Regions from separate parts of the Mus musculus genome. Here all the other regions are linked to region 4. A link is a contact called in public Hi-C, HiChIP or PLAC-seq, Micro-C and promoter capture Hi-C data. All regions are on one chromosome and are shown on one strand. The core of a region is the stretch at or near the end of the contact, and the rest is flanking DNA. Distances in the headings are between cores, read along the strand shown. Region 1 holds the start of 4921507G05Rik (RIKEN cDNA 4921507G05 gene). Region 2 has its middle 24 kb from the start of Gm40584. Region 3 holds the start of Adssl1 (adenylosuccinate synthetase like 1). Region 4 holds the start of Klc1 (kinesin light chain 1). Region 5 holds the start of Traf3 (TNF receptor-associated factor 3). Region 6 holds the start of Akt1 (thymoma viral proto-oncogene 1). Region 7 holds the start of Siva1 (SIVA1, apoptosis-inducing factor).

Region 1 (3,041 bases), core at 459-2,958, 920 kb after region 4:
GAGATCGGCCTGCCTCCACCCATAGCCCCAAGCCACAGTGCTGGGACTAATAGCAGGAATGTGTGACAACCCCCTTTTCTCTGTGTCTCTTGCTTTTTCCAGACGCCTGAGTTGATTCTCCTGGCCTTCTTCACTAAGGCTCCATGACTCTAAGCTTGTCCTTCCTCTCCCCTCTGCAGCGGCTGGTGATCGAGCTCAGTCACTGAGTTCTAGCTTTTATCTTCCTCTTCACATTTTTAAATTTTGACATAGAGCTCTGGAACACACAGTCACAGGAAGGCAGAACATTTTCCATAGAGAAACCGAAGTCCTGCTTGTGAATTCTGGGCTTGGGGTGAGATGGAGAAACAGAAAACAAATAGGGAAATGAAAATAATTTAAATGTTTCACTCCCAATGTGTGCATATGAAAACTGTTAGACAAAAAAAAAAAAAGAAAGAAAAATAGACAAACAGAAGGGCTTTTCAGATGTTACTTCTATTTTTCTATTTATTTATTTGTTTATTTATTATGTATTTATTTACTTATTATATTACAGTAAGTACACTGTAGCTGTCCTCAGATACTCCAGAAGAGGGCATCAGATTTCGTTATGGATGGTTGTGAGCCACCATGTGGTTGCTGGGGTTTGAACTCAGGACCTTTGGAAGATCAGTTGGTGCTCTTAACCACTGAGTCATCTCGCCAGCCCCAGATGTTACTTCTAATTTGCTAAAACACATCAGTTGTTCCAGGGGCCAGTTTGAAACACACCCTCCATAAAATATGTACACGTTGAAACCCTTTGCGCCCAACTTCTTCTGGGCACAGAAACACAGGGAGTCAGAAGCCATGGGCTGGTGTCTGGGTTCAGTGATCCACCAGGAGGTGCCCCTGACAAAGCTCTTTATCATCTTGGGACTCCAACAACAGGATATATGGTTTCTATTGCCCAAGTCAGCAAAAACACTTCTCCCATCTGCCTGTTTAACTGGGTCAAAGGGTAAAGTTTGTCCTGAATCCTCAATGCTTAAAATCAGGCTTGCCCCTAGACAGATAAGAATGATACAGAGGTGACAGGTGCTGATTCCCCTGGCTTTTGGACAAACATTTATTAAGCACTTGCAGTGTGACAGACCCTGTCAAGCCTTAGGCAAAAGCCCCTAGGAATTGGGTGGGGCACCAGGGACATCTCATTTAGTCTTCACTGCGACCACTTGGGTAAGGATTTTTCTTTTTCTTTCTTTCTTTATTGAATTTAAATGCAGTTTATTTTTAGACAACCCACATGACTTTTTTTTCCCCTTTTTTTCTTTTTGAATTTAAATGCATGGGGTGAGAATTTTTCAACCTCACTTTACAGTAACAAGAATTTAGGGATCTCGTCTAGGTCGCTTTTCATTATATCTCCAATGCGTGCAACACTACTTTTAGCAAAGTAAATGTTTGTTGAATTAAGCAGTAAAACTTACAAATTACACAGCAGTAGCTATCAGGCTGCTTTGATGCTCAACTGTAGGTGTTGTCAAGAACAGGCTCCAACTAGTGTTACAGGCAGTTAAAGCTCAAGGAAATTGTTCTCGTCTGGTTCAACATCGTTACATTCTCGGGAGAGCTGGGAAGAGTCAGTCCCACCAAGGTCGCCTACTCACTAGGTAAGAAATTATACTTAAATTTAAAGCGGCGAGAGGTTGCGTAGCGACCGAACCGAGGCGGCAGGCTGCACCGCGCATGCGTGAACGGGCCAGCGGTTTTTAAACCCTCTCCTTTGCGCATGCGTATACGCATGTCTCCGGAACGCCCCTCCCTCCTAAGGGTCTGGCGGTTGCTAAGGCGACAGGAATACAATATGGCGGCCGGATCCTAACGCTCCCCAGCCAGGGACCACCGCGAAGGTCCTCGAGCCGGAAGCCACCTCTGGAAGGGAGAAGGCCGGTACCACAGTCTCCTCTTTTCTTTTCGGTCCGGGGCCGTCCAGGGGCTGACGGCGTCATCCGCGTTCAGGATGAAGAGTGAGTGGGGCCGGAGAAGGGCTGAGGGTCCCCGGGGCCTGCGGGGCGGCGCCGCAGGTACCCGGGGCTAGGCAGCGGGTTCTGCTGGAGTTTGAGGAGTTGTGTCATTTCGTTCATTCACTCGCTCATTCGTTCGTTCGTTCGTTCGTTCGTTTGTCGGATCGCATCTGAAATCTCAAGACATTGGCCGTCGGCTCTGAGCGCTCACACGGTGGCTCCCCGCCCCTGCGGGACGGCGGCTTAAACCGCGTTCGAGAGGGACGCTGGGCCGCCTATCTTACTTTCTGAGTTAAACAGTTGTGGTTCTGAAAGCATCCTTTTAGCGGAATGTAAAACGGTTGCTTAGAAGTTGGGAGATGAGGCAGTCTTTCTAGAAAATAGAAGGACTGGAAAACTGGACTTAGTGCCGGGTTTGTGGGTAACCTGGAGTCCAAATGCGACTAGACAAGTCGGTTTTGTTGGGACCGCTGTTTGATTTTCATAGATATACGGTTATGATTGCCTGTGATAGTGTAGCCAGAAGTGTAGTCTCTTACCGTGATTAGATTGTGTTCTCTGTAGTTACAATATCAAATTGACACTACATTTTAATTGCAGTGCAGTAATTTCTATGTACCATAAATGACATAACATTTAAAAAATAAGTCATCTCATTCACCCTTCAGTCTTGTGTCACTGTGTCACTCCCTTTAAGGAAGATTAATGTGGTCTTGAGGGGAGTGACGGGCGCATTCATTCCCCTCACTTAGAGGCAGAGGCAGTTGAATTTCCATGAGTTTGAGGCCAGCCTGATCAGTATAACAAATTTCAGGATAGCCAAGCCTACTAGACAGAAACTGTCTCAAAAAAAAAACAAAAAAAAACAAAAACAAAATCTGATGCAGTAGCATGCACCTGCAATCCCAGCATGCCTATGGTGAGATGGGAGCAGAGATAAGAGATTCCCAAAGAGCTCGAAGTTCAGGCATATGCAGTGCTAAACACCACAGACACTACTACAGGTGTTCCTCTCACCCCAGCTATGGTATCTTCTCTCTCCCTCCACACCCT
Region 2 (3,091 bases), core at 587-3,086, 800 kb before region 4:
AAAAAAAAAGCCTTTGAAGTTTAGAGTAAATTTAGATTACAGAGAAGTTTCAAAACAGTGTGGCTTACCTTTCAGGATCTGTACCAAGTGTCCCCAAATGCCACCTGTCACTGCTTAGGAACCTGTTGACCTACTGCCAACTACAGCTCATCCTTCATCCGTGAGGTGCCATGTGATATTTCATTGTCATGTCTCCTCAGAGTTTCTAGGTGGAGACAGTTCCTTATGGTTTTTGTGACTGGCAGCTTAGAAAAGTCCTGCACAGCTGGTGTGTGATGTCCCCTGCATGGCATGTCCACCAAGAGGGGAGGAGGGGAGTCACCACAGAGCTTGTACTGTGAGACTGTGGCTGTGAGGCTACAGTCAGTGTTGAGAGAGGCTTTTCTTCTTTGTGGGTTCCTCCTGGGTTCTTCTAACAATACCGTCTCTGATTCAGCTCAGCTCCTCCTGTCTTTTTTTTTTTTTTTGATTTTCGAGACAGGGTTTCTCTGTGTATTCCCGGCTGTCCCGGAACTCACTTTGTAGACCAGGCTAGCCTTGAACTCAGAAATCCGCCTGCCTCTGCTGAGATTAAAGGTGAGCGCCACCACGCCCGCAGCCCCCCCCCCCCCGCAGCTCCTCCTGCCTTAACCATCCCTATTTTTACTGATTAAGCAATCTCCTCTCCTCTCCTCTCCTCTCCTCTCCTCTCCTCTCCTCTCCTCTCCTCTCCTCTCCTCTCCTCTCCTCTCCTCTCCTCTCCTCTCCTCTCCTCTCCTCTCCTCTCCTCTCCTCTCCTCTCCTCTCCTCCCCTCCCCTCCCCTCCCCTCTTGCCCTAGTTGCTCTTCTTTTTGCTCCTACTGTCTTTTCTGACCCCACTCTTTTGCCGCCTGGATCCTACTCCGATTCCAGGCTCTGCTGCCTTTTTTATCCTCTCCAGTTCCCAGAAGTCCAAGAGGCAGCCAACAGGGTCAAGCAGTTCCAATGGCTTAAGCACTCCCAAAGAGCCAGTTGACTAGCTACTGGGGATCCTTTAAAGGGCCAAGCACACAGAATCATTCACGCTACAGTTGACCTTGATCAGGTGACTCCAGCATGTGGTCATCCTCTGCTGCTGACCTGTTCCGGGCTTTCACTCCCTACTGCGAGCCATGTTCCATTTCCAGAGTCTCCCTGAATGTTTGGAATTCTTCATTAGAGAGACTGATTTTCTCATCACTTGAGTGATGGCTTCTATAAGGTCTAATGCTGCAACACCAGGGGGCAGCATAATGAGGGAGCCTCCAGTCTAGAGCAGGGGTGCAGGTCTCAGTATACCATCACAGCAGCCTTCCATGCACTGCACTCTGTTTGCACTGATCCCAGATTGCACACTTCCACCTGCACACTTCCACCAATTACAGAAGTCCCTGTGCTGGGTCAGCTGAGGAAGTACTCTCCCTCTGGCCAGGGTGAAAATGACAGTCCTGTCAACAAGAGTTCAGCCAGCTTTGTGATGGCTGGCCCAGCAGTCCCCTGAAGCTGCCTTGTGCTTCAGTAGCAAGCAGCTGCTGTTTGCAGGGTGGCTCCCTCCAGGTATCTGTGGAGTACTCAAAGCAGGGGCTGCTGCCTGACAGATCGAGACATCCAGGGTGCGAGAGAAGGGCCTAACATCTGTTACCTGGGAGTGACATGGCCTTAGGCACTAAGATTGTAGCTGTATTTAACAGGAGAATAAATAATAAGTGGAAGCTTACAATGAAGGATTATCGTTATTAATAGTGACTTAAGAATATTCAGCACGCTCACCTCCTGGCCCAGGGCCTCAGGGAGAGGAAGGTGCTTTCAGCTTGTGTAACTTGTTCAGGGACAGAGTTCAACTCCTCCCCGGTTTCACTGTTGCTTTGGCTGGACTGGAGACCTGTTTTTCCCTTCTCAGAGGCGAAGCTGAAGACTGAGGCAGTAAGGGCACTGGCAGGGGGGCACAGGGGCCTGGAGGGACAGAAAGGATCTAAGGAGGACAGCTCGGGACTGAAGCGATGCACCTAGGCATCCTAGCTCCCTGTCTCCTAGCTCCACTGGTGCCCTGACCTTTAGCCTCCCTGCCCCACTGGAAGTTCCCCCTCAGTGGCACCCTGACCCTCAACCCCACAATTCCCTGCTTCTCAGCGCCCCTCCTCCACTGGCTTGCTGCCCCTCAGCCCCATTGGCTTCCTATCCCTCAGCCCCCACTGGTAACCTGTTTCCCAGCTCGCTGGCACCCTGCCCCTCAGCCCTACAAGCCTATCCTCCGTCCTCTCTCTGTGGGAATGCCTGGGCTCAAGTTCAAAGTGTAGAGGGGAAGGGTTTCCTTCCTCTGTAGACTGAAGTCCCCTCCCCAGGGAGACACCAGAACCATTGTCCCTTGTGGCTCCTGACCTGCTGTGAGACTCTGTATCTGCCCTGGGCCCTGCCTGCAGTTTCTTCAGTTTATCTGCTTGCTCACAGGGTATATACCGTTAATTGCTACTTTGTTTTTGGAAGCTTGCACGCCATTATTCCCACCAACAGTCCCCTCTACCCTTTGTTGTTTTAGGATGCTTTCTTCTGAGATAGCACCTCATTATACGACACCAGCCAGCCTGGAACTCACTCTCTAGACCAGGCTGACCTTGAACTCACAGAGATCCACCTGCCTCTGCCTCCAGAGTTCTGGGATTAAAGGGGTGCGCCACCACAGCTCGTTCACTTTAGGGTATGCTTGACCATTTTCATCCTAACGAACATGAGATGGAAACTAAGTTTGACGTTTTTTGTTTTGAGCAGAGGTCCAAACTAGTCTTGAAGCTAGTCAGATCTCTGTGTCAATCTCCAAAGGGCTGGAATTATAGGTGCATGCCACCACATGCAGCTGAGTTTTTCATTTCAATGGGAATTTGTATTTTTAGCATTTATTTATAATTATCTTTTGTGTAAGTGTGTGCTGGGTAGTTTTTAATGTCAGCTTGACATAAACTAGAGTTATCTGAGAGGAGGAAACTTTAACTGAGAAAATATCTCCGTAAGATCCAGCCGTAGAGCTTCCCCCCCCCCCCACCCCTTTGGGACTGATGTGGGCGGGCTCAGCCTATGGAGGGTGGTCCTTCCTTGGGCT
Region 3 (3,239 bases), core at 63-2,562, 860 kb before region 4:
TAGGACCTAGAGACTTCAAGGGAGAGGGGTGAACAGGGTGAGAGAGCAGGGTAGCTCCTCATTCTTAAGAGAGTTTCCAGAAATCCTCATCCCCAGCTGGGCAAATGTGGCCCAGGGAACCAAGCTATGCCTCCGGAGGCCTCCTAGGAGTCCTCGGGAACTCAGCAAGAAAGCCACAGAACCAGGGAGACAGAACTCCAGCAGGTGTTCCCACCTTCATTTGGGTCAGCAGCCATAAGTGTGGCTCCAAACCCAGTATCACAGAGTATCTTCCCTCAAACCGAGCCCTCTGTGCTGAGGATGGCACCGCAGAGGCAGTGTGGCTGTTAGCTGCAGCTCAACACCACAGAGACTTAAGGAGAGCAGGCAGCTAGCCCTAGGAGAGTACCCACCCGCTGTCCAGAGTCAGTCAGAACAAATGTGGGTGCTCAGAGCACTTTGCAGCTGGCCAAGGGCACAAAGACTGTCTCTGGCCTTCTCTGAGCACTACCAGCCACCGGGTCACACCCTGCCCGGGAAATCTGTGACTCCTCCTTTCTCCATGTCAGCCAGACCCCTTTGAACTCTGCTTTAGGCTCCTGACCCTGCGTTCCTCTAGGTTAGAAACCTATCTTCATCCTGTCTCTGCCTGGCTGACTCGCCGAGGACACCCCCCTTCTCAGAAAGCAGCTCTCACCCTTTGCTGCATCTTAGGGTACCTCGACCCACCCCGTTGGGGCTTTCCCCACTGGAGGGCCCACCATCACCGCCCTGGAACGCCCTACCCCTGAGGATCCCATGTCCTCAACTCAGCGACTTATATTTTTAGCTCGGGCTCCTGCCATTGCCCTGGGGAGGAGGTGGGTGGGTGGTGGGAGGCCAAGAGCTTTGTGTGAGAGGGTGTGTGTGGGAAGGAGGACTTAGGCAGTGGGGAAGGTACTCCTGGGAGGGAGGAATCCAAAAGGCTGTGACCCACTCAGGGCACAGGAGGAAGGGGTTCGTCCGGATCCCGGGGAAGGGGAGAGGCTCGCTGGGCAGGTTAGGGAGGGACTCGGCGCCTGGCCCGCACCTGGCAGCGACTGACGATGTCGGCGTCCGTGGCCAGCAGGTCCACCACCTTGCCTTTGCCCTCGTCCCCCCACTGCGCGCCCAGCACCACGGTCACGCGGGAGCCTGTCGCCGCCGCCTCCTGCTGCAGCCGCCCCCTCTTGACTCCGCCTGTGCCGGGGGGCCGGTCGTTGGAGGCTCGGGTCCCGGACATGCTGGCTTAGCTCCTCTGCTGCTCTGGGCCAAGCGAGAGCCCGCCGCCGCCAGAGCTCTCGCTCCATTAAATGCGGACGCCTAGAGAGGGGGGCGGGCCGGGGGCGGGTCCTGCGCACGCGGTGACGCACCTCGGTGACCTGCGGCCACAGCTCCCTGTCCCTGCCGCTGTCGCTGCAGATGGCGCGCACTTAGGGTGCTAGACGCCCCGACACGACTTGGGCAAGCAGATGACTCAGAACACCCTAGGACGTGAGAGGTGCCAGTGCTGCACGACCCGGACTCTACCCCTGCCCACTGGCCTGCTAGGACTAGGGTTTGGGGTTGCACAAACAGCGGAGGAGGCTGCTTTTTCCGGGGCAAGAGAGCGGTTAACAAAAGCAGAACCACAGATGTTTCTTTGCCGTTAATCTGGAGGATCTGCCTGCGGGATCACCTGTTTTCCCGTCTTGAACCTCGAGTCCAGGACCAGGAACGGTTCTCCTGAGAGCCGCCCAGAAAGTCACCTTAACTAAGACGATCTCTCTCCACCAGGCCACATAGTCACCCCTGCTGGCCCAGGATATGCAGCTCTTGGGTGGCTGTAGCTAGCTACTAGCCCAGCGCCAAGTGTAAGATGAAGTACCCACATCCGCTCGGGGTCAGAGCAACTTGAGGGACACAGGAGCAGAGGAGGATTCAACTTTCCAAGAGACCTCGGGGTCGATGGTTTCTGCCACTCAGTCCAGACTGGAAACAGGGACAAGGGAAAGTCCTGAGGCTGGGAGGCCTGTGTGGCATGCTCCCCCCAGCCCCCCACTGGTGCGTGTCCTTCCAGGGTGTGCTAACTGACCCCTGGGACAGGTTCACAGAGCAGTCAGGCTCCTAGTTGTCCTGGGGGCAGTTCGCAGGACTGTCACAAGACCAGTGAGACTAGACACACCCTCTGGGGGACTGACACCCCCCCTCCCCCAGCTTGGGGAAGAGAGGCTATTCCCAGTCAGCCTCAGCCACACTGCTGCTACCCTCCCTGGCTGTGCAGGTCATGGTGGTCTGTGTCTTCTGTTTCACATAGGGACATAGACACTCTCTTCAGTTGCTATGGCTGAAGCAGTCAGGGCCTCGGATCTGGACACTACTTCTTAGAAGAGCCTTACAGTCTTTGTGTGCAGATTACAATATCCTTCTCTACCTCACTCAGTGCCACAGTGGGGAGGGGGCAAGCGAGTAGACGTGGCATCTAGAGTTAGTGGTTCAGGCCAAGATCTCCTGAGCAGTGGCTGGGACAGGCAGAAATCCCTGATAAGGTCTTTCAGGAAGGTGTGCTCAGAAGGCAAAGCAGGCAGAGAAGGCTGATGCAGGAACGGAGACAAGGGGTAAACAGGAGAATATGGGGGGGGTTGTCACAGGAGGAAGGGTAGGGGGCACAGCAGCTTCTGAGGACTGAGGGAGGAGAGAGGCTGGCAGAATGTTACACAGGTCAATGAACTTTTTCTCCAGGTGAGAAAGATTATGCTTTAAGAATGCCAGTGTTGAATGTCACTTTGGTCAGGTCACTTTAATGCTTGCCCTTGTCCCCTTGGGAGGTGTTGCTGCAAGCCTGAAAGGAATCCTGGCTCCCTTTCCTGGGGGGAACCAGGGGTTCTTGGTGAGAGGTATTTAGGGTTCAGAGGGACCTACTATGGGGGCTTAGACGGGTCCTGGGCACTGAGGCTTCTAAGCCTGAGACTATAAATAGCCAAGGGCCCACATAGAACGGGGAGGGCTTTTCTAAAAACAGCTTCACTCAGGCTCAACAGCTGGGACCCTGCCAGTCACAAGGCTCAGCCGGAATTAGCACCCCCACCCCCTCAGTGAGCCCAGCCCGGGATGGTGGGCAGTGTAGCAGCTGCTAAGTTTGGGGGGAGTCTGGCTTTGCAGCTGTGTGACCTCAGACAAGTGACTTCTGCTAAGCTTTGCATAGGCTTAGAGGGAGGGCACGCAGGCACAGCGCCACCTATGGTTCCCTCTGGGTTATCAAG
Region 4 (3,393 bases), core at 845-3,344:
CTTTGCTGTAGAATAGCTAAGCTGTGTAGACCTCACCTCTTCAATCTCTGCACTTGGAAAAAAATCCCTGTCCAGATTCCATGCAAGTCTATGCTTTTCTTGCTTTGGATTTTTGTTTTGAGATTTTGCTATGCAGTTGTGGCTCCCAAGTGTGTCCGGGTTATAGGCATATACTGTCACTTCCTGCTATGTGTTCACCACACACGCTCTCACAATGCTGGTGCTACAGAGCGGTCACCACCAGGTCCCACCCCTCTTGGTTCCACCAGAGCATCAGGCTGGACTTGCAACATGCTGCATTCTTTAATGATCTAGAAGGGGCCCGCCCTCCCACATACCGCACACTGTGGAATTTTAAATAGAATCATTGCATTCTTACAAATACTTACTGCAAAGAACAGTAAGTCAAATTTCCTACCACAACTGAGGCCTATAGGCCTCCATGTAGAAGATCCCTAACTATGGCATGCTTAGGAGACTCAAGGTTGATCGAGTTTCCTAATGGGGTTTCACTGTCCTATTACAAAGCATTCCAGGCTAATTCTGACCTAAGGCTTTGTCATACCGTATAAAGAGCCTTGGAATTTAAGTAATGCAAAGAATCAAAAACATAGCAGTTTAAATGGTATATAAATTTCTTGTTCTCATGCTTTTTAAAGACATCATTTTTGCAAGTACACCAGATCACCAATAACATAACAGTAGCAGGTAGTAGCAATTCCAACACAACACAGCTGGAAACGGCCTGCAAACTTCATTATAATGCCATCCACTCGGTCACATATTAATATTACTTTATTAACACCTTAATTTTTTTTTACGGGAAGGGGGCTCCACATGTAACAAGGAAAAGCACTCCAGGCCGGGCACATTCAGGTCACAGGGAGATTCCACACCCGGCCACTGAAAGAAAGAGACTGGCTGGCCACTGGCCATGGACCACAGCATGACAGCACGCCACCCAGGGCGGTGCCGGGGAGAGGTGGGGGCTAGAAGGGCGGGGAGGCCTGAGACAAAGCCAGTCGGCTGACCCCCAACACACACACTACCACCACCACCACCTCTTCAGGACCTCAGCAGACAGGCTTTGGGTCCCTTAAGCCCACAGCTGCCATTGGAAGGCCGCCCCCGCCCCGAGGCCCGAGTCAGGGCGGGGCCCTGAACACAGATGGGACAGAAGCCTGAGGGACACAGGAGGGGAGTGGAAGAGAAGGGGCAGGAACAGAAGTCTAGAGTGCAGGCAGAGAGAGCTGAGCCCCAAACCTAGAGGGTCACGGACGAAGAAGGGACAAGGACCTCAACTCAGAGAGGGACAGGCAGAGATAGGACAGGACCCGAACCAGAACAGGAAGGGAAGGGAGAAGAGCCTCAGCCTGGATGTACAGGCAGAGAGATGACGACAAAGACCCCAGCCAGGAGGGGCGCAGCCAGTGACAGGGAAGGGACCCAAAGCAGGGGCGCAGGTAGACAGGGACAAGGACCGCAGATTGGAGGAGCGCAGAGAGGTGACAAGAGACCCGAGCCTAGAAAGGCGCAGGCGGAGAAAGGACAGAAACCCCTGCTGGATGTGCACAGGCTGAGAGAGGACAAGGACCGCAGACTACTGGCGCGCAGGCAGAGGTGACAAGAGACCGGAGCACGGAGGGGCGCGGACGGAGCGGAGAGGAGAGGGAACCCCAGGGTGCAGACAGGGATGGAAAGGCCAGGGAGGGGACTGGGTTCGGGCGGAGGAGCAAAATCGCAGCCTGGAAGGGCCGGGTGCAGATGCGGCGGTGGACGGAAAGGTCCAGAAGCCTCAGCCCGGAGGATGCAGGCGGGAAGGGGTCGCGGCCGCGTCTGGAGCACTGCGCACCAGCCGCGCGGAGCCCGGGGCGGGGCGGGGACCAGGCCGCGCACTCACCGTCCGATCGGGAGAGTCGCGCTCGTCGCGCTGTCACAGGCCGAGGCCGCGCAGAGCCCAGCCGCCTCAGCAGCAAGCGGCGCCTCCGCAGCCGCCCCGCAGCATCCTCACCCTGACCCGCGCTCCGCAGCCTCGCGCCACCCTCCGCCGCCGAAAATGGCGTCGCCGGCGCCGCGCCCGCCCCACAATGCTGTGCGCCGTGACGTCACCCGCCCTCGCGCCGCCGGGCGGGGCTCAGGGGAAACTGAGGCTGGGGTCCGCAGCCCGGAGCTCTCCAGGAGCCTCTCTAATCTGTGTGTGGTGGCCTCAGACCGGGAGGCTTCCCTCGCCGCGCCTCCACCCGTGGAGGACGGGAAGATCGCCAGGCGGCCAGGACCCACCCTCTGCGGCTCGCTCCTGGCCGCAGCTCTCGCTCGACCTCCAGCCTGGCCCAAAGGGCAGGCTTGCCAGCTCAGGTTGCTCCTGAGCCTCGCACAGCCGCCTGGCACCCCAACTGCAGGCCTGACTCAGCAGCGGGTTGGAGGGGACGCTGAGTCAGTGGCAAGGCCGAGCTTGCCTGCCACCGGCTTGGGAACCCTCCAGGTGCCTTTAGACGTTTCCAGAATGGCGCGGTTGTATTACTAACGGGGAGGGGTTGCGAATGCCCACAGCCTCCCCACCTTGGGAAACGCTTCCCTCTTCTGATGGTATTGCCCAGAACCTGCTGCGGTCCTCCACCCTGCACTTATACCTACCAACATCAGGGAGGCAGGTGCTTTTGATCTTAACAAGCAGATCCAGTTACTTTGACCTCCTAGAAAATTCAAAGGCTGGCCAATAAAGGGGCAGCTCCCGTGGGGAGCGCAGCAGCCCATGTTGGCCTAAGGAGAGGCTGTGGGTTCAGTCTTTACTGCAGGCTTCACTTGCCCCAGCACACAAACTGCTGCTTGGATGTTGGGTGTCGCCGGCTCTTCAGCCACTGCCATACATCTGAACAAAGCATATGACGGCCCCTGCCCAGGTGGTGTTGGAAAGAAAAGAGTAGGCTAAGCGGGAGCCCATTTCTTTCCCATGGGTCAATCACTGCCCCTCCGAGTCCTGTATATGCACACACTTCTTCAGCAAGCAAAGGGCTTTTTTGTTTCATCTGTCCCTGCCATTGCTTTGTTCAAGCTTTATCATCTCGTTCTTTTGCCCCTTCAACTGATATCCACTAAGTTCCCAAGGTTCTCACAGGAAGACCCAGGTACATAAAGTGGCAGATGGTGTCTGCTGGCCAGCTCCCATTCCAATGAGAAAAAACAAGCTCAAACAGAATCTGACTTGTTGAAAACAGTAAAATTGCAGGCAGAGTGGTGAGGGAGTGGCACATGACCCAAACTCCAAGGTCAGAAAATTGTGCTGACACACACAGGAAAGAACAGGACCACGGAACCAGCGTAGAACACTCCATTAAATCTTGAGACAGGAGCACCCCTGCTGTGTTGGGGAGGAGGAAAGACCAAGCTAATCAA
Region 5 (3,140 bases), core at 237-2,736, 590 kb after region 4:
ATAAGATGTCACAATATGGCGAAAAGGGAAACATTTCCTCTCCTTTAAGTAAAGGATGGCTGTACACTATTTTGCTAAACACCCTACAATGATGCAGTATTTTCAACAGGCCATTTTCCAAGATCTGAAAAACACCAGAAGGTTTTAAGAGCTGACTGAGGGTTCCCCTGAACAATTTCTACATATAAGCATTTTACACACAATACAAAACAGCATTTCTAAAGATTTCACTTGTGTATCTAGTCACAGAAATGCTACCAAAAAAAAAAAAATTATGGCTCCTCTTCAGTTGTATGCTGTGAATGTAAATTAAGATGACAATACAACACTCGATAAACCCTTTAAGACTCCACAAAAAAAGAGCATACTTACAAATGTGTGTACGTAACACACACACACACCCTTCTATTTCATTCTCAAAACTGAGTCAAAGCTCAGTACAAAAGCCGTGAAAATAAAATCAGTTCCTTCAACCGATCATTAATCTGAATGCTTCTTCGATTTCAGAGCACGTCCACAACACTTCACCCATTTGCATGTTGTTGCCGTTTTAAATTAAAGGTAAAGAATTGTCCACGCAGAATTCTCTCTAAAGGTCTAATCCTGATACCCGGGTCCCCAACCGGTGGTGATGACAGTGTAGAAACGTGGCGAAACGTACATGAGCCATAGCCTGGCGCCTCCAAAACCTGCAAGCCCCGCGGCAAGGATCGTTTTAATGGCTCGCCCGTGGGGAGCCCACTCTGACCTTTGGTGTTAATCGAAGGTGGAAGGTGTGCATTCGGCCCCAGCTGGATCCCAGAACCGCCTGCCTTCCAGCCTCTCTGCAGCTCTCCGACTATGAATCAGTCATTCATCTGCAGAGCAATGACTCAGTATAAACTTTTAAATAATGGCTCAAAAACCCACCTCCACCAGCCAGGGCGAGCACGCTCATCTATGCGGGCACCCTGTCTCCGCCGCTCCGCACCGCGCCAAAGCCCCGGGCCTCGGAGATGCTGACGGCTCGGCACCCCTCGGGGCGGGCACCCAGGGCTCGAGGCCTGCCTGCCCCGTCTGCCCGGAGCGCCGGCGCCTCGGGCCCGGAGCTGGCCGCACACACAAAGTTTCCAAAGTTGGGGCGGCGGGCGGGCCGCACCGCAGACGGTGAGGCGGCCGGGCCTGGCAGCGAAGGACCCGCCGGGCCCGGGGCCGCCGCCGGGATGGAGCCGCCCGCCGCCCCGCCGCCCGCCGCCCCCGGCCCGCGACCTTACCCCGAGGCCCGCCCGTTCGGCCGGCTCAGGGGCGCCGCGCGCATCCTCCGCCGCCTTCTGCAGCGTCCAGCTCCCCGGGCAGCCCCATGTCGGGGGGCGGGGAAGGGCCGGCGGCCGCCGCCGCCGCCGCCGGCTGGAAAGTCCCTGCTGGGCTGCAACCCGGCTCGCGCACGCGGCGGCCGCCGGCCGCGCCGCCTCACGCACCCTCGCGCTGGCACTTCCTCTCGCGCGCTGGAAATCCCCGCGGGCCGCCTGGGCGCGCGCCCCAGCGCGCCCGCCCCCGCCGCCCGCGCGCGCCTCCCCGCCCCCCCCCTCATCCCCTTCGGCTGGCGCGCGCCCGCGCCCGTTGCTAGGGACCCTCGGCCCCGCGCTCGCCGCCGGCCTTAGCAACGGCGGCGCGCGCCCCAGGCCCTCAGGGCCCTGGCCCCTCCGCGCGCGCGCGCGCGCCCTCGCGCCCCGCCCGCGTCCCGGTCTTTCCGGGTCAAAAAGCCAGTCGAGCGGAGGGGAAGCAAGGAAGGTTCCTCGCCTTGCCACCTCGACGGGCGGCCCAACAGTCTCGCCTACTCGGGCACTCAGGTCCTTGCACCTGTAGAAGACACTCACTCGCGGGCGCCCATTGACACGCGTGCAGAGTTCGTTCCTAGTGTCTCCTGTCCAAGAACACACATCTTCACCGACAGAGTTCACAGGCAGGCGGGCAGGTCTCACAGTCCACATTAGCACACAGCCATGCCACCCTCACACATGCCCCTCGTATGCTCACAGGCGGGTCTGGTACCATCTGACCCAGCTCTAGGGGTTTAGCAGAGTCCTCCTCGGCTCCCTACATACCCACCCGAAGTGGATCTGCCCTGTGTGGACAGGGTGGCCAATTTGTCCTGGGTACTTCTCTAAGCCAGGGACACCCATTTCTCCAGCAGCTTCATCTTGCTGTCTCATGGTCACAGGGCCCCACCAGATGTCCCTACTGCCATGGCAAGATGGGAGCAAATGGGGGTCTATCCTTACAAAGTTCAGACACTTGAGCAAAGAGGCCATGATTGTTTCCAAGTCATCTGGAAGCTCACACATCCCTTCTCAATAAAGTTTGTCGGATCCTAGGCTGGAACGGAGACCAGTGTGACCAGGCTGCGCAGGAAGTCCAGCATCTTCTGTCCAGCTTACCTCATGGAATGTTCTAGAAGCCTGGATAGTCTGACAGGACATCTCTGAATGCAGTAGCCCAACAGGTGCCTGTTCGAGAGCCCACATAGGCCTTGCTAGCCAGGCTCAGCTAGGCCAGTGGCGCCCTCATCTGGGCCACAGGCCACAGTTCTGAGTTCAGAGTCAGGTCAGATCCAGGGTTCCCCAAGGCAACAGTGCTAGAACGACAGTCCCATCTATGAGGACCCTGGAGCTCACTATTAGCCCCTTTCCCCTCGTGGGTGTCTTTAATGGCCCGGAATGCTCAGAGTGCCCCTGCCTTCTTTAACCGTGTTCTCAGACCTCTACTGTTCGACCCCAGCCCTGTCCAGGGCACCTTTCTCACACGCCTTTCACGGCACAAGGAAAACTGCCCAAATCCAGAAAGGCTTCCTTCTCTAGGCTGCACTATTTGGACTCTTTTCAAATAAGCCACCAGGCAGAAGGTACAAAGACCTGTGCGTGGGGCTTCCTATGGCTGCGTGGCTCCTTTTATTCTCTGCCAAAGCACTAGTAAGCCTTCTTCAGAATGAGTGGGTAGAGTCCAGCCGCGTGGAGCTCTCTACGGGTGAGACCAGCTGCTGCTCCCCCACCCCGAGCCCTTCTTCTCCCATTTAGCAGCTCCAGACCCCCTGTTTTGGGGAAACACAGAGGGCAGCATAAAGAAGTTTGCCCCATCAGAGCCAGGGCTTTGGGGGCGGGTTT
Region 6 (3,297 bases), core at 27-2,526, 920 kb before region 4:
ACAGGTAGGAGCTGTCTCCAACAGTGGCTTCCAGGAAGAGCATCCGAGTGAGAAGGGTCACTAGAGAACAGCCAGAAATTGCTGTGTTCCACAAGAGGGCGCCCTGCTGGCTCTAACTGTGTAGCAACGGGATGGGGGAAGTAGGAGAGGAGGAGTTGGGGGCCTGGGGTGAAGGTTTGCTGGGCGAGTGATGGATATTTGTGTGACTCTCAGCCTCTGAAGGCCACTCTCAGGGTCAGGGATACTGCTGGAGCAGAACAGAACTGCTGCTGAGCCTCTGACTTAGCGCCCTGGAGGCTCTCTGAGCTGGGGCAGCTGTGCAGCAGATAGGGCACAGAACAGAGCCCCCCATCCCCATCCCCGTCTGAAGGGTATGGGGCGTGGCTGAGAGGAGAGTGAGTTCTTCTCCGGGAGTGGGGTGTGCTTCCCAGGTCAGCCCCAGGAGCCCGAGAAGGAGCTCCGATTTCCATCCTGGGCGATAGCGTGGACTACTAAATCTACCCTCTTGTTTACACTCCTGGTGAACTCTGACCCTTGTATGAAAAACAAAAAATGCCCCCTGGTTAAAAATACCAAACACATGAAGGTAAATTCACAAAAGGGTTACTATCAAGTCGGGCTTCTGGGACGAGGGAGGGGCCCTGCGCAGGAACTGCTGAGGCTGGCCGAAGGGGGAAGGACTGAGGATGGATAAGAGGCAGGAACCACCTTGACTCTTCAATTCCGGGACACCATAAGGAACCGCCCCCCAAGCCTCACCCATCTGAGTCCACAGCAAGGTCTTGGCTGACTGAGTCCTACCCCTGAATCTGCCCCCTCTGGGTGTCCAGGTGTGCTCCCGTCCTCCCTGTCACCTGGGGAGTCCTTATCAGTTGCTGTGGCAGGCAGTACTGGGTTGGATGAGCCCTCAATAGCCTTCTTTCTTGTGTTGGCTGGCCTTTAGGACACCGGTGACCGGTCTCTCCCGGCTCCCAAGATGGGGACAGTTGGGCCTCTTGAGAGTCAAACTGATTCACTTCCCACGCTGGCCTCCCTCCTTGGGGTCTGGAGAGCTAGGCAGGGAAGGGCCAGGTCCCACAAACCGGGAAACCCAGACCAGAGCTGGAGCTCTGGATCTGCGGCGGGGCTCCGTTACCCGCGTGGCCCTGGCTCGGGGCCACCCGAGGGCGGCGCCTGCGGGGCCGCGCTCGCGCTCACGGGGTGCCTCGCCCTGGCCGCGGGCCGCGCCGGGGGCGCCCGGGGCGGCGGAGGCGGATGTGGGCGGGCGGCGCGGGCGCGGGGCGGGGAGAAGGCGGGCCGGCGGCGGCGGCGGCAGCACCGAGTCGGCGGGCGGCCGGCCCAGCGCGGCAGCGCACGCGAGTCCGGGACCAGCGGAGCGGACCGAGCAGCGTCCTGTGGCCGGCACCGCGGCGGCCCAGATCCGGCCAGCAGCGCGCGCCCGGACGCCGCTGCCTTCAGCCGGCCCCGCCCAGCGCCCGCCCGCGGGATGCGGAGCGGCGGGCGCCCGAGGCCGCGGCCCGGCTAGGCCCAGTCGCCCGCACGCGGCGGCCCGGTGAGTGCCCGCGCCGCGCCCTGTTCCGGGCCGCGGCCACCCCGCTTTGTTCCCGGCCGCGCCGCGCCTCGGAGTAGGAGCAGGAAGTGGCCGAGCGGAGGCCTGGGCGGGGAGCGCGCGGGGCCGGGCTGGTCGCGCAGGAGGCCCACGCCGGCGAGGGTGCGGGCGGCCGCTGCGTGACCTTGGGTGGCCGCTCCACGGGGCCAGGTCGCGGGAGAGGGGCGCTGTTGGTGTGCGCAGTGGGGGCCGGTGCGCCCTGGGGCCTGGGGCTGCCCGGGCACTCGGCCAGCGAGGGTAGGAGAAAGGCTCGCCCCGCGGCCTGCGTGCGGTGGGAGGGCCCTGGGAAGGAGAACTCATTTCCCACGGACAGAAAGTTGTGCGCGGTGGCACAGTGCCCAGGCTAGCCCACAAAGGACTGCTAACCCTCCTGGGCCCGGAAGCTGCTTCCTGGACTAGGTGGTTTCTGGAGGTGCCGGGGGGGGGGGGGGCCTTGAGGACGGCGTGGACTCGGTCTCCCGGATCCGGGATACTGGCTGAGCTGATGGAATTGTCTAAAGAGGACTGGTTTCTAAGTTGGGCGGTGGTGGAACCTTGGGCCTCTGCTGTGTGGCCAAACTCCTCCTTCCCCCAGGCCCCTGGTCTTGCTCCAGGTGGCTAGCCTTGACTGCCTAGAGCCATCACTAAAGTGAAGGGCGAGTCGCCTTGGTGGGGCCCCAGCTGGGCGTGTGGCTCACGGGCCAGTGTCCCAGAGGGGCTGAACTCTTAAGACTTAACAATAGCAACCATATGCCCTTACGGCATGGCATGGTGGGAAGAGTGTCCCATGCTTAAGTCGGCTTGATGTGGACATTGGCGTTAACATGGCTGTGTTTCTTCACTCCGTGTGTATGAATTTATTTTTACACGGCTCTGGACAGCTGACTGTCATCAGCAGACCTTGGGGCTGGGTGGGGGTAGGGGACATCCACCGAGAGAGATCTTGCAGTACAGCCCTCTGCCTCCAGGCCACACCCACTCTGACAGTCACTGAGCTGGGATTTCTTCTTGGCTTATCTTTTTCGTTCTGGCTTTTAGTCGCCACCTGCTTGCTGAGGGAAGGGCTCTTTCCTTCTTGGGCCAGGTGTGGTCTTTCCTACTTTGGCATTTGGCATTTGACACATAGCAGCCGGCCTCCCTTTTGTTCCACATTTAGCTTCATACAAGGCAAAGTGACAGAGACTCTGGGTGCCAGCTTGTGTCTTCTGGGCTAGAGAGATGACATAGGGGGTTGCCAGTCAGCTGTAGTAGACCCTAGTTGGGATCTATTCCACGGCGGCCTTCCAGTCTTTTCCTGGGGATTGTCCACATGAACTCCAGGTGGAGGGACAACACAGGCTTGCTGGTCAAGGGCTGTTCAGGTGCACTTTCCCAGAATGTCCAGACTTGGGGATATTTGAAGGATACCTAGGTGTCCCTCTGGAAGAGAAGCAATTGGGGGGCGGGGGGATCTTTGCGAGGTGAGCTGGCACCCTTTGCTTTGCACAGGCTAGCTAGTTGGCCGCTGCAGGACCCTTGTGTGTTACCTGCCCTGTTTGTGGGCTCCCGGATACTGTAATTGTGGGTCGTAACCACTGCTTTGGGTGTTCCCAGCAGGCTGTCTCAGAGTCTCTCTGTCTCAGGCGTAGGGTGAAGGCTCGACAGAACCATATGTGCCTAGTGTGTACTCACCAAGTGAAGGGGACAGCTTCACAGGCAGGGTGCTGTGT
Region 7 (3,014 bases), core at 510-3,009, 890 kb before region 4:
GAACCATTCATTCCCAAAAGCAAGTGTCCCAAGGAGGCAGAAAACAGACACGAGTTTAGAACAGCACCTACAACCATTGCCAGGCCAGTGAACAACTTTACTAAAGGGACAATGACAACAACCCCCTGACAAAGACCTCCCAGATGTTCCAGCCCTGCCACCCACCAACCCCGGGTAACTGGCTGCTCACACCTATAACAGTGGATTGCTTCCTTTCGGGCTTCAGGCCCAGGGAGCCCTAAAGGGAAACACTGTTGCGAGTTCTAGAAATACTCACTCCCACGACCCAGGGACCTCTCTGTGACACTGGAAGCAAACAAAAACTCAAAGAGAGTGGCTATTCCCAGCTCAGTTGCCTCCTACTTTAAGACAGAATTACTTAAGTTCAAGGCCAGGCTAAGATACACGGTGAAAGCCTGTCTGAAAAACAAGAAATGGGAAGAGTTCCTGGAGGGGTACTCTTAACACAGGTGGGGCTCAAACCCACATTCCATTATGAGAGCAATTTTCTCCTTAAGGCCTCCTGGTCCAGCAGAGTCCAGAGTGTGGGCTGGGGTTTTGGTAAACTGTGTGTACTATAAAACTCGCTAGAGCCCTGCACCCCTTCCTGACTGGCTGGCTCTGAGTGGCCTGGCAAATGCTCCAACACACAAGTCCTCAGAAGGGTAGAGCCAGGCTGTTAGGTTCCAATTAACACTTAGGCCTTCTTTTCAACTGCATGCTTACATTTAAAAAAAATTAATTTACTTGGCTATTTAGTTACTATGAGTGTGGTCGGAAGACAACTTTCAGGAATTCTCTCCTACTGTATGTTCTTGGGACCTGACTCATGTCCAGGCTTGCATAGACTGCACTTTAACCAGCTGAGGCATTTTCTGGGCCGTGTTTGCATTGTTATTGCTGTTTTAAGACATCTCACCATAAAGCCCATGCCTTTCCCTTCTGAGTGCTGGCGTCAAAAAACAAGCCACGACGCCAGGCCATGTCTAGACTGGGGGGCGTGGGGGGAGGCACACTCTTTGCAGCTCAGTCCTGTCCCTTCACGCATCGCCCCTGCGTCTCAGCACTTGAGTTTGCATTCCCAGAGTACAGAGAGGGAAAGGACAAATACTGGGGCTGCGTAGGGAGTTTGTTTTCCCGCACATTCCAAAGGCGCAGCGGCACCGCTCAAAGTTATACGGCCGCAAACTGCGCCAAGCTACGGTACACTGCGTTACACCTGCCCCAGAAAGCCATCACTGCAAGGCAATGCTCAGCAACATCCATCCGCTACAAAGGCCACTTGCGAGGGCTCAGGGCAGTCTACGCCATCACGCCCACTCGAACCCAGTCCCCGCGTCGGTCCCGCGCTAGGCTAGTCCGCTCGGCAGCACTCGGGTCCGACTCGGATTTCTCCGGGAGCCGCCTGAAGCAGCATCCACCGTGAGCGCTCGGGACGCTCCCGCGGTCTCCCGCTGCCCTGCGCGGCGTAGCGCGCTCTACCCACGGAAGTCCACACTCACCGAAGACCTCGCGTGAGTAGCGCTCGGCGAACACACCGTGGCTCAGCTCTTTCAGGCCCACGTGGACTTTGAGTTGGAGCGGGGCTGCGTCTGCGAACGGGCAGCTCCGCTTGGGCATGGTAGCGGGTACCAGACACAGCCTTCAGCAGCGCGCAGCGCGCCGCGCGCCGAGCACACGTCACGGCGCCCTCGGACCGCGGCGGAGGCCCGAGCCGACGAGGGCGCGGCGCCCAATAGGCCGGAGAAAGGCTGGGGGCTCGCCTCAAACGGGCCCCGCTGCGCGGGATAGGCCGGAGTGACGTCGGGGGCGGGACTTACGCAGTTAACGGCGAGGGATAGGCTGAGGGAGGCAGTGGCTGGAATGCAGGGCGCGGGAAAAGGCCAAGGGCGCTGGCGCGGCGAGGTGAGGTCTGCGCAAGGCGTGGCACGGGATAGGCCGAGGGGGGGGGGGGTTGTGTTGGGGCGGGGCTAGTTTATGTCACAGCTCAGGATAGGCCGGGAACTAAGAGGCGGGGCTCTGGGGTGGGGCGCGGGATTAGCGGGATGCTACGTTGGGGGCGGGACTCGTGTGCTAAGGGGCTCTGCATAAACCAGCACGAGATCGAGGGCGGGGCTCAGCGCGCGAAAAGCCTGAAGGCTCTGTTGTCGCTAAGCAACGGTGATAGGTGATAGGTGAGATATCAGTATCAAACAGTAGGGTGGCGGGTTTTGTCCCAGCTCCTGATCTTAGTGGATACGGGCACCCATCTTCCCCTACGAGTTCCTCTTGTGTTCCCTTAGGTCTGATCTTGGGCAGGGAGCCTGAGGGTTTATGGCGTCACCTGCGGGTCCGCTGGTCAGGATTTAAAAATATTGTGGTGTCTTCTAACATGTTGAACAGGCAAAACAGTGATGCTGAGGGGTTTCTCAGTCCTTCTATTTCTACACAATCGGAACGTCAGTTATTCGGGTGCATTAAGTTTTGTGCTCATCTTGGAGTACAGGAGACCCGGAGTGTACACACAGCACCCGTTAATTCTCCAGACTTTGTAGAATGGAAGTCTCTGATCAAAGTGTCAGGTTCTCTGCAGGCTTCTGTCTTCCAGAATCTACAAATAAAAACTTTTGTGTCCTTACTGGATGTGTGTGTGTGTCCTCATCTCATAATAACACCCAGTACTTTGAATTAAGTTCTGCCCTAAGGACCCTGTTTTAACTCTTTAAGACTATATCCACCAGCCCTGTGTGTTGGCTCACACCTTTAATCCCAGCTCTCAGAAAGCAGAGGCAGGCTGATCTCTGTGAGTTGGAGGCCAGCCTGGGCTAGGTAGAGAGACCCAGTCTCAAAATACCGAACAAAAAACTGTATCCAGATACAATCACACTCTGACTCTTGGGAGTTAGGCCTTCGACATAAAGAAGGAGCACAATTCTAAATAGGACAATAGGGTCCAGTGACTACTGACTGCTGTGCTTCCCCACCCCCACCCCCACCCCCAAATGGTGGTTTCCCCGGTTGTAGAACTGTGCAGA

Evidence for each region. Promoter capture Hi-C pulls out the DNA fragments that hold promoters and counts their contacts. A called contact is a pair of places that touch in the nucleus more often than the background predicts. HiChIP or PLAC-seq counts read pairs in DNA pulled down with a chosen protein or histone mark.
Region 1: an HNF4G HiChIP or PLAC-seq map of pancreatic cancer cells shows a contact between it and region 4. The contact joins the promoter of 4921507G05Rik here to the promoter of Klc1 in region 4. A contact is called at or near these places in 2 of 115 datasets of contacts at active chromatin or transcription factors (bone marrow-derived macrophages and pancreatic cancer cells).
Region 2: a contact with region 4 is called in a promoter capture Hi-C map of pre-B cells, with 2.2 times the contacts expected there. The contact joins the enhancer-like site here to the promoter of Klc1 in region 4. A contact is called at or near these places in 4 of 39 promoter capture datasets (the C10 cell line, embryonic stem cells, pre-B cells and 1 more), 2 of 484 Hi-C or Micro-C datasets (cerebral cortex and cortical neurons) and 4 of 115 datasets of contacts at active chromatin or transcription factors (astrocytes, embryonic forebrain, embryonic limb bud and 1 more).
Region 3: a contact with region 4 is called in an H3K27ac HiChIP or PLAC-seq map of extraembryonic endoderm stem cells, with 5 times the contacts expected there. The contact joins the promoter of Adssl1 here to the promoter of Klc1 in region 4. A contact is called at or near these places in 5 of 39 promoter capture datasets (the C10 cell line, hippocampal neurons, liver and 2 more) and 3 of 115 datasets of contacts at active chromatin or transcription factors (extraembryonic endoderm stem cells, pancreatic cancer cells and stem cell-derived neural progenitor cells).
Region 5: a Micro-C map of embryonic stem cells shows a contact between it and region 4, with 2.6 times the contacts expected there. The contact joins the promoter of Traf3 here to the promoter of Klc1 in region 4. A contact is called at or near these places in 1 of 39 promoter capture datasets (liver), 1 of 484 Hi-C or Micro-C datasets (embryonic stem cells) and 1 of 115 datasets of contacts at active chromatin or transcription factors (memory CD8 T cells).
Region 6: a FOXA1 HiChIP or PLAC-seq map of pancreatic cancer cells shows a contact between it and region 4. The contact joins the promoter of Akt1 here to the promoter of Klc1 in region 4. A contact is called at or near these places in 2 of 39 promoter capture datasets (pre-B cells and stem cell-derived epiblast-like cells) and 3 of 115 datasets of contacts at active chromatin or transcription factors (extraembryonic endoderm stem cells, pancreatic cancer cells and trophoblast stem cells).
Region 7: a contact with region 4 is called in a Hi-C map of B cells, with 7 read pairs. The contact joins the promoter of Siva1 here to the promoter of Klc1 in region 4. A contact is called at or near these places in 1 of 39 promoter capture datasets (hippocampal neurons), 1 of 484 Hi-C or Micro-C datasets (B cells), 3 of 115 datasets of contacts at active chromatin or transcription factors (embryonic forebrain, large pre-B cells and pancreatic cancer cells) and 1 of 9 other capture datasets (embryonic stem cells).

What each region holds. Positions count from the first base shown.
Region 1 is chr12:110,839,696-110,842,736 of GRCm38.p6, reverse strand. 4921507G05Rik (RIKEN cDNA 4921507G05 gene) reads right to left here and starts at 1,708. Exons shown (of 2, transcript NR_152102.1): 1 at 1,452-1,708; 2 at 1-328. Mok (MOK protein kinase) reads left to right here and starts at 1,798. Exons shown (of 12, transcript NM_011973.2): 1 at 1,798-1,991. The coding sequence starts at 1,985.
Region 2 is chr12:112,558,561-112,561,651 of GRCm38.p6, reverse strand. No RefSeq gene overlaps it. Among named protein-coding and RNA genes, the nearest start is that of Gm40584, 24 kb to the right of the region's middle. Within about 2 kb of position 1,836, at least 31 of the 459 cell types and tissues checked have an H3K27ac peak or open chromatin away from gene starts, as enhancers often do. A contact at or near this core is called in pre-B cells, where this site is marked.
Region 3 is chr12:112,618,120-112,621,358 of GRCm38.p6, reverse strand. Adssl1 (adenylosuccinate synthetase like 1) reads right to left here and starts at 1,312. Exons shown (of 13, transcript NM_007421.2): 1 at 1,049-1,312. The coding sequence starts at 1,240.
Region 4 is chr12:111,757,550-111,760,942 of GRCm38.p6, reverse strand. Klc1 (kinesin light chain 1) reads right to left here and starts at 2,094. Exons shown (of 16, transcript NM_001025360.2): 1 at 1,901-2,094.
Region 5 is chr12:111,164,716-111,167,855 of GRCm38.p6, reverse strand. Traf3 (TNF receptor-associated factor 3) reads right to left here and starts at 1,486. Exons shown (of 12, transcript NM_011632.3): 1 at 1,254-1,486. The region is part of intron 2 of 4930595D18Rik (RIKEN cDNA 4930595D18 gene); the gene reads left to right.
Region 6 is chr12:112,672,255-112,675,551 of GRCm38.p6, reverse strand. Akt1 (thymoma viral proto-oncogene 1) reads left to right here and starts at 1,276. Exons shown (of 14, transcript NM_009652.3): 1 at 1,276-1,552. It overlaps Gm30150 (a long non-coding RNA gene), which reads right to left and starts at 1,076. Exons shown (of 3, transcript XR_381988.3): 1 at 855-1,076; 2 at 1-533.
Region 7 is chr12:112,643,573-112,646,586 of GRCm38.p6, reverse strand. It overlaps Siva1 (SIVA1, apoptosis-inducing factor), which reads right to left and starts at 1,759. Exons shown (of 4, transcript NM_013929.2): 1 at 1,503-1,759. The coding sequence starts at 1,620. Gm30101 (a long non-coding RNA gene) reads left to right here and starts at 1,820. Exons shown (of 3, transcript XR_381987.3): 1 at 1,820-1,905.